Linked DNA regions of Mus musculus: region 2 is linked to region 1. A link is a contact called in public Hi-C data. All regions are on one chromosome and are shown on one strand. The core of a region is the stretch at or near the end of the contact, and the rest is flanking DNA. Distances in the headings are between cores, read along the strand shown. Region 1 overlaps Gcnt1 (glucosaminyl (N-acetyl) transferase 1, core 2). Region 2 has its middle 7.0 kb from the start of Carnmt1.

What was found. A called contact is a pair of places that touch in the nucleus more often than the background predicts.
Region 2: a contact with region 1 is called in a Hi-C map of the G1E-ER4 cell line, with 3 times the contacts expected there. A contact is called at or near these places in 3 of 39 promoter capture datasets (hippocampal neurons, liver and pre-B cells), 1 of 484 Hi-C or Micro-C datasets (the G1E-ER4 cell line), 3 of 130 datasets of targeted methods (embryonic stem cells and large pre-B cells) and 1 of 9 other capture datasets (adipose tissue).

Annotation. Positions count from the first base shown.
Region 1 is chr19:17,321,864-17,326,304 of GRCm38.p6, reverse strand. It overlaps Gcnt1 (glucosaminyl (N-acetyl) transferase 1, core 2), which reads left to right. Exons shown (of 3, transcript NM_173442.5): 3 at 1-164. Among named protein-coding and RNA genes, the nearest start is that of Gcnt1, 33 kb to the left of the region's middle.
Region 2 is chr19:18,661,507-18,665,998 of GRCm38.p6, reverse strand. No RefSeq gene overlaps it. Among named protein-coding and RNA genes, the nearest start is that of Carnmt1, 7.0 kb to the left of the region's middle.

The sequences.
Region 1 (4,441 bases), core at 1,200-3,699:
TTTCCCCTTCCCATGATTTTTGGTTGGTAGAGGCTACGTGGGGTAGATGGGATTGGATGTTTTCAGTTGTTTAAATCATTGTCATTAAGTATAAAATGCAAAATTATTTATGTTTTTGAATGAATCATTCATGTCACAAATAAAATCAGTCATTGAGAAACCAATGCTATGTCTGCACACATTATTCCTTCCTTAACTCCACCAATCACAATAAAGGCTTTTATATTTGTGGGAAATATATATATATTATACTTGTGAGCAGTGATGAAAAAAAGCAAGACAGAGATATCTGAAACTTTTTTACCAAGGTAAAAATAAAAGGAAAATGTGATAGAGAAAATTATATTGCAAAGTAAGATGAAAGACTAGAAGTGACAGTGAACTCCAGAGGCAGGAGAATCACTATAAACCAATCACCAGCCTGGTTTCTATAGCTGATTCCAGGCCGGTCAGGGTCATACAAAACAAAAACAAAACCCAAAACCCAAGACAAAACAGGCCATACAAAGAGATGAAGACAGGGAGGTTAGGAGCAGGCTGTGAGTTGCATTCTCAGATGCTGGAGACACCAGCTTGTGTTCACTGATGGAGAGAGCAGTTTCCCACAGGTTAACTTCATGCCTATAAAGTTCTGTGGCTCCTTAGTCTGTCTGGCATGTATGAGAGTCTTGATTTGATTCCCAGCACAAAATAATATCATTGACAAGTTTACAAAATATCCAGGTTTTCAGAAAGCTCTGGAATCCATCCATTTTGCTGTGAGCACCCAGACTTTTCAACATGTCAGACATGCTGGTATCCAGACTAAGCTCTCAGTACTGTGGAGGAGGGTCCCCTTTTCCCTTGGCTGTGCCTCCTACATTCAGAACTCAGCAAGTGACAGATTCTAGACATTTTTAGACGAAGCAGATTCTAGAAAGTAACAAAATAGATGGATTTTCAATCTTTCTCAAAACTTGAAAACACAAATTTATAAAAGACTACCTTTTTTGTTGTTGTTTGCTTGCCTTTCTTTCTTTCTTTCTTTCTTTCTTTCTTTCTTTCTTTCTTTCTTTCTTTCTTCCTTTCTTCCTTTCTTCCTTTCTTCCTTTCTTCCTTTCTTCCTTTCTTCCTTTCTTCCTTTCTTCCTTTCTTCCTTTCTTCCTTCCTCCCTCCCTCCCTCTCTCTCTCTCTCTCTCTCTCTCTCTCTCTCTCTCTCTCTCTCTCTCTCTCTTTCTTTCCCCTGCTAGGGAGACTAGCAAGCTCTCAAATGCTGGGCAGAGCTACTCTCAGTTCTAGATTGATTGATTAATCAATCAAACTGATTGATTAGTTGACTTGGGTATGGTCTTGTAATATAAGCCAAAGGGGCCTCAAACTCCTGATTCTCCTGCCCCAACTCTCAAATCTTGGGATTCCAAACATGTGCCATTCCTCCTGGTTTCAGATTTATTTCTTTAGGGCGTGCGTGTCTTCATGTGTGTGTGAACTCACTACAGGATAACCTCAGGTGTCATTCTTCAGAACACTGGGCACCCTCCTTTGAGAAGGGTCTTGCTGACCTAGAATTTAACAAGCAGCTTAGGTGAGTTGGCCTACAGGCCCCAGACACCTTGTCTCTCCTCCTCAGTGCTGGAACTGCAAAAGCCATTCTGTCCTGCTGTTCATTTTTACATAGTTTATGGGGGCTCAAGCTCAGATTCACGTGCTTGGTGGACAAGTACTTTACCAACCAAACTAAATCTCCAGCCCCAGCATTTCCCATTACCAGGAATGTGCTAATCTAAACCAGATTAGGGATCAAATTAGCAGTTTTGATGCCAATGGATATTTTCAAAATATTCATTCTCAATGCTTTAGAGCTTGTCTTGAGGAAAACTACGTATGATGTGGCCTTCTAGAATAACAAAGATAATGAACAGAAATACGTGCTTGGGGTGTTCCCCAGACTGCACCTTTTTGAGTCATTCCCTCTAGCTCCATAAAATTGCTGGCTGTCAAATCTGTATTTGGAGCTTGTATGTCATATGGTTTGCCTTAGGGAATCCTACTCCCTCTGTATCTTGCATGTTTACTCAAGGCGGAGGGACCCTGCCACCTTCTTGTTACTCCAGGAAATATTTTGGATTTAAGTTGTGGAGCTTAGCAGCCTGTTTTAAGGCCTTATGCTTTTGTAGCTATGAGATTTCTCAGTTGTATAGGTCAGGAAAAGCAATTTCCAGAAGTAGCCAGAAGAGCGATGAATATGCTATCAAGGGGGTGGGGTGGGGTAGTGCTAGCACTGGTGTTATTTTATGAAAGAGCCATCCATGCATACGTAGGATATGTCAGTCTGTCCTCAAGATTTCAGAGTGCTTGGGTTGGTGGCGGTTTTGCATTTGGCTCCTTAAAAGGTACATATGTGGGGTTGGAAAAGTGCCTCAGAGGTTAAGAGCCGTTACTGACCTTCCGAGGATGCAAGTGATCACCAGCACCAATGCCAGTGACTCAACTGTGAGGCTTAAAGAACCAGACCACCACAGCCCCACTGAGGCTGAAAGGTAAAGCTTTATTTGGGAAAATGAACATCCAGGCTGTCTCCAAAAGAAGGGAGAGTAGCCCCATGAAAGGGGAATTTTTATAGGTTTTTATTGAAGTTTTATAGGTAGGGTGATTTTAGTTATGGGAAAAAGAACCATAGAAGGCAAAAGGGAGCTCTGTAAGCAAACTTTTATGAGGCGGGCCCCTGGCTAATAGGATAGCAGAAGCCTGTGGCCAAGCTGTTCTTGTGAGATAAGGGGTCAGCAGACTTCAGAGAAATGCAGACCGCCCAGTTTGCGTCTCCATATCTTAGAATACTCCATCTGAGGGTAGCCTAACAACAACCTCCTGTAACTCCAGCAGCAAGGTACTGACACCCTCTTCTGGCTTCTTTTGACACTCCAGACATAGGGTGTTTATGCGTACAAACACAAATGAATGAAAATAAAAACATCTTTAATACACATATATGAATTTATTTATTTATTTTGTATTAGGTAAGATTTTGATGTCATGCTACTTACCAATGAGAAATGGGTGTTTGTCTTTAGCAGAACGAGAAGCCACTCACTGTCTCCCAAAGTGCCTATGTGAACATCCCGCCGTGGGCGTGGCTTCGATAAGCAGTGTCCGTATAGAAGATTCTGTCTAACTAGAGAGTTTTGTGCAGTCTGTGTGAAAGATTTTTTCCACATTTAAGATTAGCTGAGAATAGAAATCAATGTCATTCCAAGAAACCATTGGAAGAAATTCTGGACACTGCTGGTTTAAATATTGCTAGACGTTTATAATTTACTTTTGTTGTCTTTAGACACATTAAGAAAATGTCCTGGCCTAGATAGAATTCTCTTATTTGACTTGATTTAAAAGAAATGTTTTCTCATTAGAGACTTTTTTTTACCCTACCCTTCCACTCAAAGAAGAACACCCACTTTAATATGTTCCTTGAAGCCCATTCAACTGATGTTTACTGGGCATTAGTTTACTGCATGCTCTACATACCTTGCAGGTAAGGTTACGTCCTAGCATAATCGCCTGTACTATTCTAGGTACAACTTGTAAAGGAGTTAGCTAGACAGGCATGACTCAGAGGGCATCTGTTGTTTTCAAGCAAAAACATCTTCTATTGTTTCAGCTCTCCTCCCAAAGCTACTGCTTTGCTTTGAGTATAACTCTTCTTGGGGGGAAGGCAGGTATGCTTGGTTCTTCCACAAAGCAAGACCACTAACGAACTTTCTCTCTCTCTCTCTCTCTTCCTCCCTCCCTCCCTCCCTCCCGCTTCCTTCCTTTCTTTTAATAGCAAATGCAGTAAGAAGTCACGTAGGTAGAAACAAATAGTTCACTAATTTTGAAGTTGTTGAAAATGATCCCTTAAAGGGCGCGTGGAGATCAGAGAGAAAAATAATGAAGAAGCATGGTAAATACTAAAGCATCATTCCTTTCTCTCACTCTCCGTCTCTCTGTCTCTCTCTGTCTGTGTCTCTGACTGCCTCTCTCTCTGTCTCTCTCTGTCTACCTGTCTCTCTCCCTAACCCCCCCACCCCGTGTGTGTGTGTGTGTGTGTGTGTGTGTTCCTTGTGTGTCTGCAAATGGAGGCCAGAGGCCAGGTATCTTCCTCTATCACCCCTTCCCTTGTTTTTTGAAAGAGTAGCTAGTGCTGGACCTGAAGCTAGCTGGTTTTGTTAGCCTTGCCTGCTAGCCCTATGTGTCTTCCTGTCTGCACCCAGCACTCCTGGGTTCCTGGTTTTTAACTGGATGCAAACTCAGGTCCTCTGGATGTGTGAGCAGAAGCAGCACTTGACCTGCCAAGCCCTGCCTAACCCTGGAAGGGTGTCTTATAGGCAGGAAGGAGAGAGGAGTTTAGGAGCTATTGAGAGAATAGTTCCTCTTTTAAGACTTGATGAAAACATAGGAAGACTGAGAAGTAGGTATCCCTACATAA
Region 2 (4,492 bases), core at 654-3,153, 1.3 Mb before region 1:
ATAAATAAATAAATAAATAAATAAATAAATAAATAAAGCAAAACAGAAAAACAGCAACAAAGACCTCTTTTTCTCCAGAGCTGAGGACCAAACTCAAGCACTGTACTTAATAGACAAGCACGCTGCCATTGAGTCCTCAACCCCTCACCCCCCCAAAGACAAAACAAAACAACAAACAAAACAAAACAAAACAAAACAAAAACTTAAATGGTTCCATACTATATTTGCATTTATGTTTTTGTATGATGAAGTGGCACAGTTAGTAAACACTAAGAGTGGCCCCTGGCTCTGAGTACAGAACAAAGAGCAGTGACTACACCTGCAACAGGCAGCTCACGTGTGCCTTATGGTACAGTGGTTCATGTGCTTTGACTTGTAGCTAGTCGAGGGCTCTAGGCTGAGGATGTCCTAATTCGGTCTTATAATAATAAGAATATACTGTGGGACTGGGGATTGGTCCCTAGGAAATGATCATAATGGAATAAGTAGGTCTTTATAGTCTTACAAGAAACTACTACCCAGACTGGAGAGATGGCTCAGTGGGTAAGAGCACTGATTGTGCTCCCAGAGGTCCTGAGTTCAAATCCCAGCAACCACATGGTGGCTCATAACCATCTGTAATGGGATCCGATGCCCTCTTCTGGGGTGTCTGAAGACCGCTACAGTGTACTCATATAAATAAATAAATAAATAAATAAATAAAATCTTAAAAAAAAAAAAAAAAGAAACTACTACCCATACTCCATCTGTACACCCATGAGATGTAGTCTCAAAACTAAGAAAAAAAAAACCATTATAAAAGCAAGTATGTCTAATCTTCAAATTGGAATTATAGGATATGGGTGTCAATTATGTATAGGCAGGTAGAGAAAGAAGGAAGACAGGGTGGAATGCATCACACAGGGAGGGTAGCACCACGCAGAGTCATTCTCTTGTCTCATTTCCTTTCTGTGGCTACCATATCACAGTGGCAGAGTCTTCATCATTTTAGGAAACTGGAGAGCCAACATCCCCATCTGGAAACCAGAATTCCTGCTGCTGAAGGAGGCACTGATGGAAATAATGAAGCCGTTCGTGTGACAGCAATAAATCAGCTGTTTCCATATGGGTTGGAACACTTCACCGTTTTCCCACCTGAGCGACAGAGAAAGTTTTCTGAGCCACACCTTACCTCAGTTCTTCAAGTTACTGATACGCTGTGTGTATTGGGGGCCGATGGGAGTGTTGTAAGTCCACTTCTTACCTCACAGCAGCGAGCAGGCACTCTGCATTCTGTTTCTTCCTCCTCCCTTCTCTCCCTTTGCCATGACATTAGGCGAATACCCATGGTTAGCATCTGAGGCAATTGTATTTGTTTTCTCTGTCCTTCCTTCCTTCATTTCCTCCCTCCTTCCTTCCTTCTTTTCTTCCTTCCTTCCTTTTTCCTTTTGGAATTTTTGTTATTATTGTTTCTTTTCTTTTCTTTTTTCTTTTCTCTTTCTCTCTCTCTCTTTCTTTCTTTCTTTCTTTCTTTCTTTCTTTCTTTCTTTCTTTTTTTTTTGAGACAGGAATCCTGTGTAGTCCTTGCTGTCCTGGAACTCACTCTGTAGACCAGGTCAGACTCACGGAGGTCGAATGGCTCTGCTTCCAAGTGATGAGATTAAAGGCATGTGCCACCACTGCCTGGCTTTCTTCTGCCTTTTCCCATCCACGCTTTGAAATCATTCCAGACCTGAGAAGAGAAAGTAGCACAGGATTATTCTAACTTTTCACCGAGTGCCTCCTCTCATTTGTGTGTCTGGGTTATCCTGGCTTAGGGCTCCAGGGAGGTACAGTTCATCACAGAAGCAGGAGGCAGATGGTCGGATTGTCTAAGCAATCAGGAAGCTGAGAGTAGGAAGTGAGGCCCAGCTATAAAATGTAAAGGCCTGCCTCCAGTGATCTACTTCCTCTAGCAGGACTCCACCTGTGGTTCCTTCCAAAACAGCACCACCATCTGGGACAAAGTAGTTAATCACATGGGCTTACAGAAAACACTTCACTTTCAAATCACAACATTTTGCCTCTGGATCCTATCAACTCTTGACTGTCTCATGATGCATAATGGATTATTCCAATTTCCAATGTCCCTACAATTTTTAACAGTCCCAACACTAATCCAAAGTTAAAGTCTTTTCTGAGAGTCAACAATTTCTTAACTGTGATCCCCTATAAAAACCAAGAAATACATTATGTACCTCCAACGTGCAATGGCAGTTTTCATCCAGTACCTTCTAATACTAACACACAGTGCATCATCATGACACAATGATCAAAACAAGAAACAAATACAGCAGAACTAACCTAAGCCACAAAGCTTATATCCTGTCAGGCTATCTCCCCATTATATTCCACCATTCCAGAGTCCAACCCGGGTCTGCAATTGTATATAGTTGTCCTGCCCCTTTAGTGTGCTCCAGTTAGGGACACTCTTGGGTCTTTCTTCTTCTTTCATGGATATGATACTATGGAAGAGGCCTAGTTTGTTTCATGGAATACCTGTACTTTGGGCTTATCTGAGTCTTCTCATTATTAGATTAGACTGAAGGTATCCATTTTCAGCAACTGCATTACAGAAGCAACAACCTCCCCAGTGAGTATAGGAGAGGGCATAGTGCCAGCTGTTTGTGTGACAGCAATAAATGCCAGCAAGGGCAGGCATCTAAACAAGTAAGAAGCACAACACACTTACAATATATTAACAAAAATTTTGCCATTAGCACTACCCGGCAGAAGATTTTCATTGGAAATATTTGTTAAGAGGCTGTTGGTATTGATTAAGTGAGGGATGAGATTAATGATGGTCACCTGGACAAAGGCTGGAGGACAGGGGTAAAAGTTAGAATATGATGAGACTTCGAAGGTAAAAATAAAAGGATGTGTGAAAGTTTCTGTACTGGCTAGTTTTGTGTCAACTTGACACAGCTGGAGTTATCACAGAGAAAGGAGCTTCAGTTGAGGAAATGCCTCCATGAGATCCAACTGTAAGGCATTTTCTCAATTAGTGATCAAGGGGGAAAGGCCCCTTGTGGGTGGGACCATCTCTGGGCTGGTAGTCTTGGGGAAAGACTATAAGAGAGCAGGCTGAGCAAGCCAGGTGAGGCAAGCCAGTAAGTAACATCCCTCCATGGCCTCTGTATCAGCTCCTGCTTCCTGACCTGCTTGAGTTCCAGTCCTGACTTCTTTGTTGATGAACAGTAGCATGGAAGTGTAAACCAAATAAACCCTTTCCTCCCCAACTTGCTTCTTGGTCATGATGTTTGTGCAGGAATAGAGACCCTGACTAAGACAGTTTCTGTGTGTGAAAAGACAGGAACTGAGGAGGATTCCTAGGAAACTGGGATGTTAGAAAAATCCAGTAATAGTTTGCTAGAGTGTTAGTGTTACAAAAAGCTGCTTGCCTGTTCATAAACCAGACCAGAGAGAGACAGAGAGAGAGAGACAGAGAGAGAGACAGAGAGAGAGACAGAGAGACAGACAGACAGAGAGAGAGACAGAGAGACAAACAGAGAGACAGACAGAGAGACAGACAGAGAGACAGAGACAGAGACAGAGACAGAGAGACAGAGACAGAGAGACAGAGACAGAAAGAGAGAGAGACAGAAAGAGAGAGAGACAGAAAGAGAGAGAGACAGAGACACACAGAGAGAGACGCACACACAGAGAGAAAGAGAGATAGGACAGAGAGAGAGACACAGAGAGAGACAGAGAGAGAGAGGCAGAGAGAGACAGAGACAGAGAGACAGAAAGAGAGAGAGACAGAAAGAGAGAGAGACAGAAAGAGAGAGACAGAAAGAGAGAGACAGAAAGAGAGAGAGACAGAGAGAGAGGACAGAGAGAGACAGAGACAGAGAGAGACAGACAGAGAGACAGAGGGACAGAGACAGAAAAAGATGCCTTCTGCCAACTTATTTCCTAGGCACAGTTTGGGGCATTCACTCTCTTTGGAGTGTATGGGCTGAGGAGGATGAGAGAGAAGCCAAGCATGACACTATCCTCAGCACAAAAAGGAACATTCACCAACATTTGAAAAGTGCTGCTGAGTGCTTCTTCAAAGGCTTAGCACGTCTGAGTGAGTCAGCAGTTAGGGTGATGGGCAGGAGAGCATGATGGGAGTAGTTGTAACTTGTTCCCTGGCCAATGAGGCATCTATGCCAAGCACCCAGGACAGTAAAGCCAAGATGGAAACCTAACAGCAAGGTAATGAAAAGGAATCTTTCTTGGCTGTCTCTTTCTTAGAGAGATAGAAGGGAAACACACTTGTTTTTCTTAGTGTGGGAGAAGTCTGCCCCTTAAAGGTGTCTACCCCTGTAAGCTGGTCCTGACCCTCATAATGAACTGTGGAAAGATTATTAGCCGATTTGAAGCCAGTGTTGTATAGTTACATGGTAAATATCTATAATCCCAATGGAAGTAGAGGTTTTCAACTAGCTCCACACCATTATCACCAGTTTTAAACTCTATTGATGGCCAA